3 separate regions of the Zea mays genome follow, and regions 2 and 3 are each linked to region 1. The links are chromatin contacts, called in public Hi-C maps. All regions are on one chromosome and are shown on one strand. The core of a region is the stretch at or near the end of the contact, and the rest is flanking DNA. Distances in the headings are between cores, read along the strand shown. Region 1 holds the start of LOC103632144. Region 2 holds the start of LOC100191729 (Cadmium/zinc-transporting ATPase HMA2). Region 3 holds the start of LOC103633771 (pentatricopeptide repeat-containing protein At2g36240).

What was found. Hi-C and Micro-C count contacts between places; a contact is called where the count stands out from the background.
Region 2: a Hi-C map of leaf mesophyll shows a contact between it and region 1, with 2.3 times the contacts expected there. The contact joins the promoter of LOC100191729 here to the promoter of LOC103632144 in region 1. A contact is called at or near these places in 2 of 25 Hi-C or Micro-C datasets (ear and leaf mesophyll).
Region 3: a Hi-C map of ear shows a contact between it and region 1, with 2.3 times the contacts expected there. The contact joins the promoter of LOC103633771 here to the promoter of LOC103632144 in region 1. A contact is called at or near these places in 2 of 25 Hi-C or Micro-C datasets (ear and tassel).

The regions. Positions count from the first base shown.
Region 1 is chr7:22,878,523-22,882,152 of Zm-B73-REFERENCE-NAM-5.0, forward strand. LOC103632144 reads right to left here and starts at 1,929. Exons shown (of 2, transcript XM_008653978.3): 1 at 1-1,929. The coding sequence starts at 1,919. It overlaps LOC100271892 (sister of indeterminate spikelet 1), which reads left to right. Exons shown (of 10, transcript NM_001146067.1): 5 at 2,056-2,201; 6 at 2,645-2,689; 7 at 2,793-2,902; 8 at 2,986-3,125; 9 at 3,314-3,418.
Region 2 is chr7:22,511,792-22,515,421 of Zm-B73-REFERENCE-NAM-5.0, forward strand. LOC100191729 (Cadmium/zinc-transporting ATPase HMA2) reads left to right here and starts at 2,058. Exons shown (of 6, transcript NM_001360049.1): 1 at 2,058-2,347; 2 at 2,441-3,055; 3 at 3,130-3,267; 4 at 3,374-3,630. The coding sequence starts at 2,098.
Region 3 is chr7:23,143,475-23,147,104 of Zm-B73-REFERENCE-NAM-5.0, forward strand. LOC103633771 (pentatricopeptide repeat-containing protein At2g36240) reads left to right here and starts at 1,763. Exons shown (of 2, transcript XM_020541497.1): 1 at 1,763-1,806. The coding sequence starts at 1,763. LOC100193488 reads right to left here and starts at 1,880. Exons shown (of 6, transcript NM_001416209.1): 1 at 1,541-1,880; 2 at 1,289-1,441. The coding sequence starts at 1,687.

The DNA of each region.
Region 1 (3,630 bases), core at 679-3,178:
GTCGCTGAACGGCCACGCCGGACAGCAACACGGGTGGAACGGCGCACACGGCTGCGTCCACGTATCGCCGGGTCACGACCAATCGCCGGGTCACGGCCAACATGTGGCGTAACCAACGACGTGCCTCCGGCATGACGAGGCTGCTGATCGCCATGAAGGTGGTGACGAAGTTGCTGATCGCCGTCGAGGTGGTGACGCCGCCTGGGTGAGTCATGGCGCTGGCCATGGCGCGACCCCGAGCGCTCCCGCTCGCGGTCCCTGGGAGCCCGCGAGATGCTACGAAAGAGCCGGGAGCTCCAACTGTCGTCGCGTCCTGGGCGGCGACCACGACGGTCACTATCACCATCCTCATCCCTGCGACGGTTGCTGCGAGGTGGTGGAGGGTCGTGACGGTCACGTGGTTCGCACTCGCCGTCAACAACACCAAGCCTCCAATCATACGCACGTGAATGCCCATGGCCATCCCTGGTAGGGGGGTCTTCCACCATATCAAGGTGGACGATGACCCTGAAGGTTAAGCCGCTACGCCCCGCCGGTGTCGCGTCGTGGGCAGTGCTGCTCCTGTCAACAATGGTCAGCCACGTTACCTTAGGTATGTCAGACGGGTTTCGCGCCCACGCCCACAGATTGAGCGTCGTAGCATCCTCCATTCGCAGCGACTGGGCTTCAACGTAGTCCAGCACACAGGACTTAGCCACCGCACGCTTGGCGATGCCATCGTTCCATGCGTGCAGAGGGATGCCTTCCAGGCACAGGCGCACGTGGGAGCCGAAGACGCTGTGGTCGCCGTGGACGGGGAGCTGCCACGGCCTGACGCGGATGTCGATGTTGTTGTAGGTGAAGTCGCGCTGCGCCACAGCCGTGTCCCGGTGATGCTGGTGTTCAAAGGTGACGAGGAAGTCCTCTGGATAGTGTCTCACCACCTTGATGTCTTCTTCGCGCATCCTGAACCTAGAGCAGAAAGCCCTTCTTACTGTGTTGGTGCTTGTCGCCGGTCGAACGCCGCCGAGCCAGGCCCATGCCGCGTGGGTGCTCAACCGCGCCAGCTCGCTGTCCATGTCCCGAGAGGACGCGGCAACAGCGAAAGTCTCCTGCGGGCGCTCCATGGGGTTGCCAGGCTTCACCATGTTGACTTGGCGCAGAGGAGGGAAGTTGACGTTGTCGAAGCAGGGAGGTGGTGGGAAGGCAGAGGGGGTAGAAGCAGCAGCACTAATCTTCTTGGGACATTGCCAGGCTCTGTGTCCAGGGCCGCCGCAGTTGAAGCATTTCAACGGATCCCTGCAATCAATGGCGTAGTGCCCTCTGGCCAGACATCGGAAGCATTTACCTCTCAGGCTTACCTTAAGATTTTTGTTGTCCAGATGGCGGAACCTTGAATGCTCGGTTGTTGGCTTCAATGAAGTCGCAGGCGAATTGAATCTCTTGCGGAGTCGCCGATGGACCGTTGTCCAGCCAGGCAAATCTTCAGCGCCGGATTCCGCGGATTTGCTGCGTTGAGGAGTGATGGGACGCAGGCCTGGGTATTGAAGTCGGTGGGTAGCAGTCCCATCCCGGCCGTGCGGAGTGATTTTCGTTGGAGCAGCAGACGCGTCAAAGCAGGAACGATGAGATTGGTCGGCGGACAGAGCTGATTCGGCGAACCTAACTCTCCTGGTGCAGGCGGCCTTAGCTGTCGACGAACCGGCGGCAGGCTTGAGGCAGGACCGCGTCGAAGAAGAAGTCCCGGAGTCAGATCTGGGAATGCGGGCGTCCGCGTCGAATGCTGGAATCTCCACCGAGGCAGGGTGGCTCTGGAGGATGGAGGCCTGATCAATGGGGTGATGGAGGGGTTGGGGTTGGTTTTCCGGCGAGCAGGCGGGGGGAGCGGCAGCGGCGGCAGGTGCGGTGCTAGCCGCCGCGAGGACGGGGAGAGCGTCCATTCCCTTTTTGAAGCAGGTAATCTGTCTGTGTAAGATGTGTGATGCTGTTTTTTTTTCAGTGTTTTGTGCTTAGCTGTTCTTCACGCGGCGCATGTGTGATTGATCGACCCTGATTGGTTAGCTTGTGTGCTCCTAGATGAGGAATTGGACTAAGGAGGAGTTTGTTCACATACTCCGACGTCAAAGCACTGGGTTTGCCAGGGGGAGCTCAAAGTACCGCGGTGTGACACTACACAAGTGTGGTCGGTGGGAAGCTCGGATGGGTCAGCTTCTCGGAAAGAAGTAAGTAATCTTGACACCTAGCTTTAGTCTAGTTATGGAGTAGCTCAGGCATTTTTCAATGAGGTGAACAAAAACTGTGCTCGGATGAACTGCTTGAACAGAAATTGGCAGTTAATATTGAGATGGAACATAGGTACTCCATGCTTGTAGCTTCTGTGGGGTCAAAAAAAAATGCAAAGCTGAGTGGTACAGTAATGTATTGGAAGGAGCATGTTATGCTTTCTTTAGCATTTCATCCTAACCGTTAACTCCCAAGAAATGGTTTGTTTAGCCCTGCATCCTTGTGTGAACACTAACTCTTAAGTTATCAATTAAAGGCTGCATTCTCCGATCTTGATTAGTCTGGTAATACAGTGATTGAAAACTGCAATCCACGTGCAGTATACTGGTATAGCTCTAAGTATCACTCTGTAAATTTACTAAGAGATGGTATTCATGTGCAGGTACATCTACCTTGGTCTATTTGACAGTGAAATCGAAGCAGCAAGGTTCAGTTAGCAGTATTGTGCACTTCTTTTAAATTTTTCGTATATTCATGGATGCTAACAACTTAAACTCTCACGCACTTTGATCTCTTTGTTGATTCTGTAGAGCGTATGATAGGGCAGCCATTCGCTTCAATGGACCGGATGCTGTTAGGAACTTTGATTCTGTTTCCTATGATGGAGATGTCCCACTTCCACCTGCAATTGAGAAAGATGGTACAATTGGACTATTGTACTTAGTTTTGCATGGCGTCCATTAGACGATCCTCTACAATCTCACTGGGATTAATTGTTCTTAGCAGTGGTTGATGGAGACATCCTTGATCTGAATTTGAGGATTTCACAACCTAACGTGCATGATCTCAGAAGTGATGGTACCCTGACTGGTTTTGGATTAAGTTGTAATTCTCCTGAAGCTTCAAGCTCCATTGTTTCTCAGGTAAATATAATACAACTTTATGTGTACAGCTTGAAGAGTTCTGATAGCAATTTGGCACCTTTATCACGTGATGCACGCCTAAGCCAGAAAATTCCAAGTTGGAAAGCTCAGTTTATTTGGTTCAAATTGTGCTAGGCGAGGTGGTATTGAACTCACTGGATCTTTTTTTTATTTATTTGGTGTTGTAGCCAATGGGCCCCCAGTGGCCTGTCCATCCTCACAGCAGATCGATGCGGCCCCAGCATCCACATCTGTATGCATCTCCTTGTCCAGGCTTCTTTGTGAACCTCAGGGTAACTCTTACGCTCATGTTTTTTTCGTGTTCTGTCATGGCAAAGTGTAGTTATAGTTACCACTGACTTTTGAACGCACAATTATGAAGCACTCATATAAATATTGCTAAAAGCTGTGCAGAATTTTTCTTATATCTAGTATTATGCTTTCACGTGCGACCTTTGACATTTACAACGTAGCTCAATTCGAGTATGTTGTTTCCTTGATGTTT
Region 2 (3,630 bases), core at 808-3,307, 370 kb before region 1:
TGGGGTTGTTAGCAAATCTTTAGTTCCTAATAATCTAAAAACGGTGATTCATTATTTGATAGATTCTGCTTACAATTTTTTTACTCAAAAGTTTAACCATGGTTCATATAGACCCCGAGGGGAACCGAAAGAAACATACCTGCTCAACAAGGAGATATGTTAGTCGTGAAAATATGAGGAGGATCCTGCCACATTCATTCTCGCAAGCCGTTCAAGACTTTCAGACGCTTACTCTGGCGGCGGCAAGACGGAGGGGAGGCAGGGCCGGTCCTGACATTTCGGGGGCCCTAAGCAAAAAATTATATAGAGGCCCCGTATAACTATATATATATATATATAATCTACACATCTATTAAACATATATCAGTAAAAAAATTTGTATATAACTTACTGTAATATAGAATATTATATATTATTATTTATAAAATAACATTAGCTGAAATAATAAAAACTTACTTGTCACTCCTCATCTTATAAAATTTCTTCTAACATTTTTTATTCAAAATCATCGATTATACTACTGATATTGATATCATCCAATAGCTTCTTCTCGATGCATAAAGTCACCAAACCATTCAACCTTTCTTGACTCATTGTTGATCTTAAATAATCCTTCAGTAACTTTAATTTTGAGAAGCTTCTTTCAGCAGATGCAACAGTAACAAGCAGAATAAATAATATTATATAAGCAATAGAGGCATTAGGATAACAATCCACATCTCTGGTATGCTCAAAAATCTCCATAGCAGACAATGTGCCGTTAGGCAAAGTAAACTTTAGAATATTCAATTTAGAAATCAAATCATTTAACTCAACATCACATGAACCATCATGAGAGAAAGTGTTTGCAAATTTAGTGTAACACTCTTTAAGTTCTCTATCATTTAGTGACCTTAGTTTGCTTGAGCTCAATAAAAAACCCGAATATACCTTTAAACATGGGGAGTTCTTCAAATCTAGTCCTCAAAGAAGTGCTCGCCATATCAACTAATACAAAAAATAGTTGACTTCAAAAGCTCTCTTATTTTCTAGAATTTCTTCATGGCAACTACTTTCATCAAATTGTTTCTTTCTCGCCGCTTTACGCTTTACTGGAAATGATGCATTTACACCAATATCATTTGCAATATCTTTAGCAATAGTTACCAGCGAGCAACGGCTAGGGATTTTGGGAATAGAATATATATATATATATATCTATTTGTGCCAGACTGGGGCCCTACTGACTTTGGAGGCCCTGAGCGGCGGCATACCCTGCCTACCCTCAGGGCCAGGCCTGAGGGGAGGAGAAAGGGGCATCGGTAAGGTTTGTTGCCACCGAGCCACCTCACAAGAGCGAGCATTGAAAGTGTGGTTTCTCACTCGGCTTATAAAATGAATTTATACAGATTATATGTTAGGTGTGTTGATATCGGACACAGCGACTAATTTAAATGAAGCACAAATCATTGCAAAGGTTTGAAATGTGTTTGAATAACTATCTCATTTAAATAAGATTTATCTATGTAGTATATAGAAACCGTAGCAATGCACGAGTAACTAACCAGTTTTACTATAAAAATAACGAAGGCATGTAAAAACATATGGATCATGCTCCGAGCCACGGCCTGGGTGCCTGGGATTGTATGCGCCACTGGGTGTGAATGTCTGTTTGAAACTAATAACCCCTGTTCAAACCCCCCACTTTGTGTGAAATTTAAGCTTATTTTTACCATTTAACATCGAGCCCGTGGAAACGCTGGGAGTGCATTATAGGAGCAGAGACTTATGAATTATATACTAGCAATTGTTTTTATACATCGAGGTAGAAAAATCAGTCAAAATTAAGCGTGTCCTTGTTCAAAATGATAAGATGGACGGAGAGTGCGTAGCATGCTAGCCGCGCGATCACACGGGCCACTTCATACGTTGATAGTTCATCTGATTATTATGGAGTGGCATTCCATGATATGATTCGAGGGTCTCCTCCCAAAATAGGAATTCAAGAGGCAAACCTGAAAACTCGGGACCGGGCCACGCCATGGATAAAGGAGCAGCCGGTGGCTAAATTTTTGGTTGGCCCCGCGGGCGCACGTCGTTTCCGCTCGCCCCCCTGCGATGCCGGGACCGGCCGTGGAGGCAGCGGCCAGGAGCGGCGGCGACCACCACGGCGGCTGCTGCGGGAAGGCGGCCGGCAAGTGGGAGAAGACGTACCTGGATGTCCTGGGCATCTGCTGCACCGCCGAGGTGGCGCTCGTCGAGCGGCTCCTGACGCCCATCCAAGGCGTGAGGGCGGTCACCGTCGTCGTCCCGTCCCGGACCGTCATCGTCGACCACGACACCGCCGCCGTCTCCCAGTTCCACATTGGTAACGAAAAAAAAAAACTCCTTCGACCCCCCCGGCCTACATATATATTACGATGAAATCGGAATCAATCTCTGTTGCACATTTCCGGACCAGTGAAGGTTCTGAACAAGGCGGGCCTCGAGGCCTCCGTCCGAGCCTATGGCAGCAGCGCCGGCGCCGGCGGGCGGTGGCCCAGCCCGTTCACCGTCGCCTGCGGCGCCCTGCTCGCCCTGTCCCTGCTCGCGCCGCTGCTCCCCCCGCTGCGGTGGCTGGCGGTGGCGGCGGCCTGCGTGGGCTCCCAGCCCATGCTGCTCCGGGCGTTCGCCGCGGCGGGCAAGCTGACGCTGGACATCAACATCCTGATGCTCATCGCGGTCGCCGGCTCCGTGGCGCTCGGGAGCTTCACGGAGGCCGGCGCCATCGTGTTCCTCTTCACCGTCGCCGAGTGGCTGGAGACGCTGGCGTGCAGCAAGGCCAGCGCCGGGATGCTGTCCCTCATGTCCACGGTGCCCAAGACCGTCGTGCTGGCCGAGACGGGGCAGGTCGTCGGCATGGGCGACGTCGCGGTCGGCACCGTCGTCGCGGTCAGGGCCGGCGACGTGGTCCCCGTGGACGGCGTGGTCGTCGGCGGGCACAGCGAGGTCGACGAGAGCAGCCTCACCGGCGAGTCCTTCCCCGTGCCGAAGCAGCCGCAGTCGGAGGTCTGGGCCGGCACCATCAACTTAGACGGTAATCCTCGGATCTGTTCATTTCCGAGCTTTATTCAGCAACAATGTCGATCCATCCATGTGGTGGTGTCGCAGGCTACATCTCCGTGAGGACGACGGCCCTCGCCGAGAACTCGACGGTGGCGAAGATGGAGAGGCTGGTGGAGGAGGCCCAGAACAGCCGGTCTCGGACGCAGCGGCTCATCGACTCGTGCGCCAAGCACTACACCCCTGGTACGCGGGCACGGTGACCACCGGAAACGACCGCGGTGTCAAAAACGCATAGAATCGGCATAGCAGTTCAGCAGAAGCAGTGTGGTTGTGTCTTTTGCATGTGCAGCCGTGGTCGTCCTCGCGGCGGGGGTGGTCCTCGTGCCCGCCCTGCTGGGAGCTCGCGACCTGGAGCTGGAGCATTGGTTCCGGCTGTCCCTGGTGCTGCTGGTGAGCGCGTGCCCGTGCGCGCTGGTGCTGTCCACGCCCGTCGCCACCTTCTGCGCGCTCCTGCGGGCGGCCAGGATGGGGCTCCTCGTCAAGGGAGGCAACGTCCTCGAGTCGCTGGGCGAAGTCAGGGTCGCCGCGTTCGACAAGACCGGCACC
Region 3 (3,630 bases), core at 513-3,012, 260 kb after region 1:
GTCACTGACCAACTCCGGTGATCATCTCTGACGCCTGACCAACTCCGGCGGTCAAAAACTCAAGAAGATGAGTACCTCATCTAAAGGTACCGTTTCAGTTTGGCTTTGGTACTTTGGTTTCAGTTTAGAATTTTTTAGATCAACAACTCGCAGATGCAGATCCTTTTCAGTTTTCTCCTTGTTCATCTTAGTTCAGTTTCAGTTTGGACTTAACTTGTTCATTTTCAGTTTCAGTTTGGTACCTTGTCCATCCTTGTTCAGTTTCAAAAACCATCTTTTCTCCTTGTTCATCCTGCGCAGATATCAATGTTGAAGTTGAAGTCATTTTCCCTGGATCACTACTGCTAAATAACCTTTACTGTTTGTTTTTGTTTGATATCATACTTTGATTACCTACTGCTGTTGTGTTGTAGGTGTAGGACTGATGTCTGCTGTTTGGAGTTAATTATATAGTATATAACTATACACTATAGTGTATAACTGTATATAACTATATAGGATGACTAGGACAACCAGGTGGCCGACCAGTCACCGATTAATCGTCCCGGTCGACGTCCTAATCGCGATTAATCGCCTAATCGGTCACAGATCACGACCTGCCAACCAGGCGATTTGAAAACCATGCTGTGAACACTAAAATGAATGTTACAACTTGGTCACACAACTATAGACTACATAGAAATAGAATACCACTTTTTTCAAAGGAATCATGTCATGCTCATGCTAAGTGCTAATGGATCAATTCCATCATATAACTTCCATCGTACACTTGGGCTCATTAAGCAGCTAATGCTAACACTCTAAAATCATATACACAGTTCATGTATTGCCAGCAATCAGGATAGCAAGACCCTTTTTGCGTGGAAGGTTGGAAGTATGACAGCCATATATCTATACACTGTTCTTAAGGCGTCGCCTAGGCGTCCGGGCGGTGGTCTAACGCCTAGGCGCATTGTCCGCCTACCTCGCCTAGGCATCCAGGCGGTGGTCCAACGCCTTAGACCGCCTTACCGCTTTAAAAACCATGGATCCATATGACCATAACTGTCAAGTCAGTTCTTCAAACTTCAAAGAAAGCCTAAGAAAAAGGGAAAGCTTTGGACGCAAAACGGTTCTTGTTAAAACTTTAGAACTGTCATTCCTCCATTCAAAAAAAAAACTTTACAACAAACAGCTAAGACAAATCGACAAACATAGGGCTGCTAGATTCATTCAAATAACACAGTAGAACTGAACCTATTGCCAAATTGCTGATTGAATTGCCAAACAACAGAAGCATGGGCAGCACCTGGACATCCTCGATGGTGACGCCGGAGTCAAGGTTGGAGATGTGCAGCTTCGTTCCCGTCTCAAGCGACCTTGCTTTGGCCAGCGGGGGCGGCGCTATCGCGGCGATGTGCTTGGAGTAGACCCCGTAGGGCGAGTCGGCGGCGGCACGGGCCTGGGAGGGACGAGCGGGCACAGGCCGGCGGCGGCGGCGTTAGGGTTTTCTGGTGGAGGGAACCCGGGGCAAGGAGGACGCAGGGCGCACGCGGTGTACCTTGGGAGCGGCCGGTGGGTAGGGCGCGGCGCGGGCGGGGTGTGGCGCGCGGCGGGCAGGCCCCGACAAGGACGCCGGGCTGTCCTTGGGTCGGGACTTGGACTGCTTGATGAGGTCGTCCAGGGACATGTCCAGGCCGCCCGACATGGTCTCCGGCAGCTGGAGGGAAACTGGTCCTACGGCGGGGAATATCCGAGACGACGGCGAGGCCTCTGTGATGTGATGGCGGCGGCGGCGGCGGCGCGTTCCGTGGGCGGGCGACTTGGGTGCGTCGAGCTCCCCTTCCTCCGCACTCGGAGCGAGCGAAAGGGGTTCACGTCACATGAAATAGGGTTTTGGTGCCAAAAGAATAGTAAGCTATCTATACAAAAAAGAAAAGAAAATACAACTACTTGATACGGAAAATATGGAGAGAAAATTCCTTACTAACCACTGAAATCTACAGCCATTCCATATGGAGAGAAAATATGGACAGCAACATTTAAAAAACGGACAGCAACATTTAAAAAACGGATATGGACAACATATAGGTTCATCCATTAGAATATCAATATTTATAGGTTCAAATAATAAACTGGTTCAGATTTACATACCAAACTCGTGCAGTTCACATAACACATAACAAACAAACCATATTATCCATAACTGTTATCATAACACCACACATAAATGCAGCTTCTCTAAGTGTAGACTTAGCAAAACACACAATAGTGGATGTCTTGCATCTAGTTTTCTTTTTGCCCTGGTGTGTGAGGCATAGCTTTGTCTTTTGAGGTGTCTTGCTTCTAGTAGACACTAGCTAGGTGTCTGTGCTTTGCTACGATATATATACATCACTAAAGTAGACATTGTTTAAATGGTATAGTTGATCAAACATGTTCCAAATCTTTACCATGAGTAGTTAAAAGTCTCGAACAGCTTGTGAGGATGGTGGCGGCAAGGTTCATCTCGTGTTCTTGCGAATTTAGGTCTCACGGGCATGGTGGGTGGCGGCGACACGACGGGTGCCCGTGCCACAATAGGTGCCCAACCACGACGTCCTTCTCCATGTACCTAACTAATATCAAATTTACCAAATTAAAAATTTGTGTACAGCTCTGAGGTGTTGATATCTGGTAGTCATGTCTACACAACTCATCGTCTTGCTTGCGCCGATGTCTGCCTATACGAGCGCATCATTGGTCCAAAGGAATCAGGCCTGCTGGACGCCCTTAGCTCGACACGATTTTAGTCGGCTCAATCTCGGCACGGTCCAACCCGATTTTCCCCCTATTTATCTATTAAAAATCTCTATATTATACTTGAGTATATGTTGAGCTTCATTTTGAGTGGGCGGACGGTCCGGCCCTGAGGCCGGACGGTCCGCGGTCCGGACAGTCCGCGCCTATGGGCCGAACGGTCCGCGCATGCGCAGAGCAGTTTAGGGTTCCGAGTTTTGTGCTATGTTTGTTGGCTAGATTTGCGGAATTAGCTCGGAATCCAGTCGTGTAAAGGGTCCAGCCCCCCTCCTCTATAAAAAGAGAGGTCTACGGCCGATTTGTAATCATCAATCGAATCAATACAACTTCTATTTCGCATTTTATCCTATGAGTAGTTCTAGTCTAGTTTAGGTTTAGCCTCTCGATCCCCAAATTCTCCGCCTCTCCTCGACTCTACGTCGATTAGAGGAGTCTAGGTCGGCCTGCCCGAGCCTAGATAACTCCTAGGATCTCTCCTCCCCGACGGGGTCCCTCCCGGGAGTGAGATCCAAGCGCCGCCGGCGATCTTTCGCCGCCCCTGCGTACGCGCGGACCGTCCGGCCCTAGGGCGCGGACCGTCCGGTCGTCAGGCAGGGAACCCGAGCTCCTGCACCAGGTCGCGGACCGTCCGGCCCTGTGCCGCGGACCGTCCGCGCTTGACCAGAGAGCACCGCCGCCTCACGCTAGGTCGCGGACCGTCCGGCCCTGTGCCGCGGACCGTCCGCGCCTGACTAGAGAGCACCGCCACCGGTTCTTCTTGAGTATTTGGCGCTCCGAAAAAGCGTCAACATACTTTTTGGCGACTCCGCTGGGGAAGACAAATACAGAGTCATCAAATCGGCCCTCAATGGC